Linked DNA regions of Mus musculus: region 1 is linked to region 2. Evidence: chromatin contacts called from public promoter capture Hi-C data. All regions are on one chromosome and are shown on one strand. Each heading gives the region's core, a stretch centred on a gene start, on an enhancer-like site or on the middle of the called end of the contact. The rest is flanking DNA. Distances are from core to core; before and after follow the strand shown. Region 1 overlaps Cep85 (centrosomal protein 85). Region 2 has its middle 23 kb from the start of Lin28a.

What was found. Capture Hi-C pulls out chosen DNA fragments and counts their contacts.
Region 1: a contact with region 2 is called in a promoter capture Hi-C map of pancreatic islet. The contact joins two enhancer-like sites. A contact is called at or near these places in 2 of 15 datasets of contacts at CTCF or cohesin (large pre-B cells and pro-B cells), 14 of 484 Hi-C or Micro-C datasets (B cells, CD8 T cells, CD8 central memory T cells and 8 more), 5 of 115 datasets of contacts at active chromatin or transcription factors (bone marrow-derived dendritic cells, embryonic stem cells, large pre-B cells and 2 more) and 4 of 9 other capture datasets (adipose tissue, liver, macrophages and 1 more).

What each region holds. Positions count from the first base shown.
Region 1 is chr4:134,158,844-134,161,543 of GRCm38.p6, reverse strand. The region is part of intron 3 of Cep85 (centrosomal protein 85); the gene reads left to right. Among named protein-coding and RNA genes, the nearest start is that of Cep85, 27 kb to the left of the region's middle. Within about 2 kb of position 1,308, at least 56 of the 459 cell types and tissues checked have an H3K27ac peak or open chromatin away from gene starts, as enhancers often do. A contact at or near this core is called in CD8 T cells, pancreatic islet and pro-B cells, where this site is marked.
Region 2 is chr4:134,040,320-134,043,019 of GRCm38.p6, reverse strand. No RefSeq gene overlaps it. Among named protein-coding and RNA genes, the nearest start is that of Lin28a, 23 kb to the right of the region's middle. Within about 2 kb of position 1,364, at least 53 of the 459 cell types and tissues checked have an H3K27ac peak or open chromatin away from gene starts, as enhancers often do. A contact at or near this core is called in CD8 T cells, pancreatic islet and pro-B cells, where this site is marked.

The DNA.
Region 1 (2,700 bases), core at 59-2,558, 120 kb before region 2:
CCTCCTTGAGTCTCTCTAAAAAGGCTGAGGGAGACTCATTAGGTCCCTGGGTTATCCCTTTTACCTTGGCCAAATTGGTGGGGCTTCTGCCCGCGTTTTGGAGACCCGCTAAGAGCAACTGGCGATAGAGGACTAGGTGGTTCCTACCTTCTGTAGTGGTGTAATCCCAATCGGGGCGTTCAAGGGGAAAAGCAGCATTGACTTCATTAGGCAACTGAGTGGGGCGTCCATCATTGCCCCGGACTGCCTTTCTAGCCTCTAGGAGCACCCGCTGCTTTTCTTCTCCGGTCAGCAGGGTCCCCAACAACTGCTGACAGTCGTCCCAGGTGGGCTGGTGGGTGATGAGGACGGACTCAATCAAGGCCGTCAATTTACCTGGATCTTCAGAAAAGGAAGGGTTATTATTTTTCCAATTGTATAAGTCCGAGGAGGAAAACGGCCAATACTGAAGCTGGCCATCTCCCCCCATGCGGAGTGGGAATGCCTGGGAGGAGGTGGAGTCCGCTGCGGGAGGGTCCCTCCTTCCCCGCAGTCGAGACACCATGGGAGAAGGGGGGGAAACCTCGGAGGTGGCGGCCGCCTCTTCTTCATCGTTCCCTCTGGCAGAGGAGGAAGGTTGTGCTCCGTACGGCGGGGGGTCCTCTGTGAGAAGGTCAATGAGAGGTCCGCCGTTATCAGGGAGAACCTGGGGCTTAGGAGGTTTGGTCTTTATAGAGGGGGTAAGGGCAGGGTAAAGGGCAGATCGGGACGGAGGTTGCGCAGAAGGACCGGGCGGGAGGACGGGAGCTGTCGGTAAAGGAGGGGGTTTTGGAGAGACAAACGGTTTGACCCACGGAGGGGGGTCATAGGCAAGTGCCTCCCAGGTGACGATATATGGGACCTGATCCGGGTGTCCGTGGGGACCAGGACAAAACACTCTAGACTTGACCTGAGAGATAATACCTAAATTAAAAGTACCATCCTGAGGCCATCCCACATTGAAAGTTGGCCATTCGGCGGAACAGAAGGTAACCCAGCGCCTCTTCCTGACATCCACAGACTGATTGGATGCAATGCGCTGGACATCTCCCCAGTGCTGCAAGGTTAGACTCAGAGGGGTAGTTACGGTCTGTCCCATGATCTCGAAAACACTTAAAGACAGGAGAAAACTAACGAAGGACAAAAGGACAACAAACAAATCAGACGCGCGGCGCGGTTTCGGCGTAAAACCGAAAGTAAAAAATTCAGACGGGGGAGGGAAGTGTCTCCGCCTCTCGTCCCCCAACAAAGCCACGTGCCCCTCGGACAGTGGAGGAGCTCCAAAAAGTCCGACTCGGGTAGGTTAACTGATACAGAATGGGCCACAAAACGGGCCCCCGAGGCCGCTGGGACGTCTCCCAGGGCTGCGGCCGGGAATACGAACTCGTCAGTTCTTCCGCAGAACCGCCAGATACAGATCTAGTTAGCTAACTAGTACAGACGCAGGCGCAAACATTAGATGCCGGCACAAACACGCAACACGCACGGAGACAGAGACAGACACGAAACGACCGCTGGCCAGCTTACCTCCCGGCGGGGGTCGGTGGTCCCTGGGCAGGGGTCTCCTAATCTCGGTGGAACCTCCAAATGAAAGACCCCCGAGGTGGGTGGTCAATCAATCTGAGGAGACCCTCCCAAGGATCAGCGAGACCACGATTCGGATGTAATCAGCAAGAGGCTTTATTGGGAACACGGGTACCCGGGCGACTCAGTCTGTCGGAGGACTGGCGCGCCGAGTGTGGAGTTCTTACCCTTTTTATAGGGCTGGGGCTGGGGAGCAAAAAGCGCGGGTACAGAAGCGAGAAGCGAGCTGAGTGGTTAGTTCAAATCAAGGCTTGGGGTATTTCCTGGTCATTTGGGGAACCTGAAACTGAGGTGGGACTTTTTCAGAAACTGTTGCTGGTTCCGCTTTATCTGGGTACCATCTGTTCTTGGCCCTGAGCCGGGGCCCAGGCGCTTGACCACCGATATCCTGTTTGGCCCTTGTCCTAGTATTATTCAGCCTTGATTTGTAACTGTTAATCTTTAACTGAACTTCCTTGTAACTTTTGAGAGCTCAGCTCTGGTACTTTTTCATGCCTTGCAAAATGGCGTTACTGCAGCTAGCTTGCTAAGCCTTATGGTGGGGTCTTTCATGTTTTATTTTTATTGAGGCTAAGGGAAAGTGCTTACCCAGAGTTTAACTTCCAGCACCACAAGCACACAGTGATTTTGTTTGTTTGTTTGTTTGTTTGCTTGTTTACTTGCTTGCTGAAATCTTGTCCTTCCATCACACCCACACCCTCTCCCTCCCCTCTTCCTTCCTCTTCTTCCTTTTTATTCTTTCCTTTCCTTCCCTATGTCCCCCCCCCACCCTCTTTCCTTTCTTTCACGAGGTGTCTCATCTGTCCCAGGCTGTTCTAGAACTTATATGTAGCAAAGGATGGCCTTGACCTTCTTCTCTTCCTATCTCCACTTTCTGTTTGTGGGCATATGCTATACTACCCAGTTTAAGCAGAGTTAACCCAGGACTTCATGGATGCTGGCAAGCAGATGCAGTCTACCTACCCTAGAGCTCATTGACTCAGCTAGACCGTGTCCGACAAGACTGTGTCCGACAAGCCTCGAGGGGTCTCTTGCACTAGGATGAAGAGCTTTTGCTACCTTGCTCAGCTTTTTGCATGGGGCTGGTAATTAAACTCA
Region 2 (2,700 bases), core at 115-2,614:
TCCCCCAGGTTTGGAAGGGGACCAGGGAGCAGAATGAGGAGGGACAGGGCTAATGACTACACAGTCAGGGGATCTGATGTGTCTCCCTATCTGAAGGTTCCCAGATGGAGAGACCCTGGTGCCCTCCCTCCCCTTGAGATGAAGCGGCTCCACACTGTAGCCTCTCATCTTCTATCAGACTAGGGATTTTATATGAGCCTCAAAGTGAACCTGTCTTTATTCTGGGCATGGTGGAGCAGAAATATAATTTAAAAATTAGGAAAGCTGAGGCAGGAGGATTAGAAATTCTAGGTCAGCTTGAGTTACAAGTATTTTGTTTGTTTTCATTTTGGGTTTTTTGGTTTGGTTTGGTTTGGTTTGGTTTTTCAGGACAGGATTTCTCTGTGTAGCCCTGACTGTCCTGGAATTAGTGCTATAGACTAGACTGGCTATAGACTAGAATTCACAGGGATCTGCCTGCTTCTGCCTCCCAAGTGCTGCGATTGAAGCCGTGGAGTGATGGCGATGTGTTTAATCCCAGCACTCAGGAGGCAGAGGCAGGCAGATTTCTGAGTTCGAGGCCAGCCTGGTCTACAGAGTGAGTTCCAGGACAACCAGGGCTATACAGAGAAACCCTGCCTCGGGGGGAAAAAAAAAAAAACAAAGAAAAGGGAAAAAGAAAAGAAGAAAGAAGGAAAAAAGAAACAACAACAAAAGAAGAAGAAAAGAAAAGAAGACAAAAGATAGAGACCTCCACTATCTGAGTCTCCAGGAAGCAGGGCCTCCACCACTACCACTACCCCTGCTTCCGACCTCCTCCCTGAGTGTCCTCCCCGAGGCCCCCCTCCCACCCTCAGAGCTGCTTGGCTTCCAGGTTCAGCTCCCCCTGGACTTCCCCTCTGCTTCCTTCCCAGCATAGCCAGGTCCGGTTTAGTTTCATCTGTTTCCATCCTCTGCCAGGGGCAGATGCTTCTGGCTAAGTCATTAACAGCCCATTTCCGATAATCAGCTGGGCTCTGACCACACATGAATGGTTCACAGGACTGGTCACACCAGAAAAGAAAAAGAGCACGCAGGTCCCTGACTGGCTGGCTGTGTGCCAGGCGTGTGCTAACTTCTCACAGCTGTTCCCCTATTCCCTCAGCAGTGGCTTCAGAGCCTCTCCTGCTCACAGGCCTGAGTTGGCTGAAGGATGCTGCAGAGATGTCTGCCTCCCCTGTGCAGGGTTCCCATTCACATCATCAGAGGTCCTGACTTGGGACCGCTCGAAGTGACAGGAAGCAAGGATGTGATTTAAACACTAGGAGAGATGAAGAGCTGTCACATGAGGACCAGTTTGCAGGCGGCTCATTCTGCCTGGATCTGGGAGGGTCTAAACCTCAGATAACTTGACTGTGGTTTGGGTGTGGTGCTCAGTGGTAGAGTTTAGCGCCATGTGAGGGGTTGGGTTAGATACCTCATACTGCAAAATAAAGTAATGAATGAAGAAAGGCTCAGTTAACAGATGATTGGCAGTGGGGAATGGTAATCCTCATTGGGGCTGGAGAGATGGCTCAGCAGTTAAGAGCACTGACTGCTTGCTCTTCCTGAGGTCCTGAGTTCAAATCCCAGCACCACATGGTGGCTCACAACCATCTGAAACGGATCTGATGCTCTCTTCTGGTGTATTCATGTACATGAAATAAATTAATATTTTTTAAAAAGAGAGAGAGAGAGAGAAAGGGGATTCGTGATGGCTACAGTGGGGCAATAGAAACTGCTTCTTTTGATACACACAGAGGGACAGTGTACCTAGAAAGTCACCAAGCTTCATTCATGCATATGAGGGCAACATGGGTAACTCCATGATGTTACACCTAGAAAGAGAGAGAGTTGGGGGGTGGGAGTGGGAGAAGCAAGGAGTGGGGGAGGGGGAGGAGGGAGGGAAGGAGGAAGAAAGAAATCACCTTTCTGTAACATAAAAAGCAGTCCCTGGAACCAAAGCCATGATTCAATGGTTAAGAATGATGGCTGCTCTTCCAGAGGACCCCGGTTTGATTCCCAACACCTCTGGCGACATAAACCATCAACTCCAGTTCCCAGAGATATGACCCCCCTCTTCGGACCTCCGTGGGCACCAGGCACACACCCAGACGCATAAAATGAAACCCATCTTTAGAAAACATTTTAAGCCAGGAGTGGTGGCACACCCCTTTAATCCCAGCACTTGGGAGGCAGAGGCAGGCAGATTTCTGAGTTGGAGGCCAGCCTGGTCTACAGAGTGAGTCCCAGGACAGCCAGGGCTATACAGAGAAACTCTGTCTCAAAAAAAAAAAAAAAACCAAGAAAACAAAACAAAAAAAAGAAAGAAAGAAAGTAAACATTTTAAAGTCATTGAAGTGGTGTTGGTCAGTGTGTGCTCAGTATGTAGAAAGCCCTGGGTTCCTTCCCCGCGTGCCATGGTTAATAATAAAAGATCGAGTTGGTGTTTTTGTTTTTTGGTTTTTTTTTTTTGTCAAATTGACATAGGCTAAGGCCATCTGGAAAGAGGGAATTTCTATTGAGAAGATGCCTCTAAAAGACTGGCTGTAGGCAAGTCGGGGAGCAGGTTTTTTCTTTCTTTTATTTATTTTTATTTTATTTATTTATTTTTATTTTGTTTTTTTGAGGCAGTATCTGTCTGTGTAGCCTTGGCTGTTCTGGAACTGACTCTGTAGCCCAGGCTGGCCTTGAACTCACAAA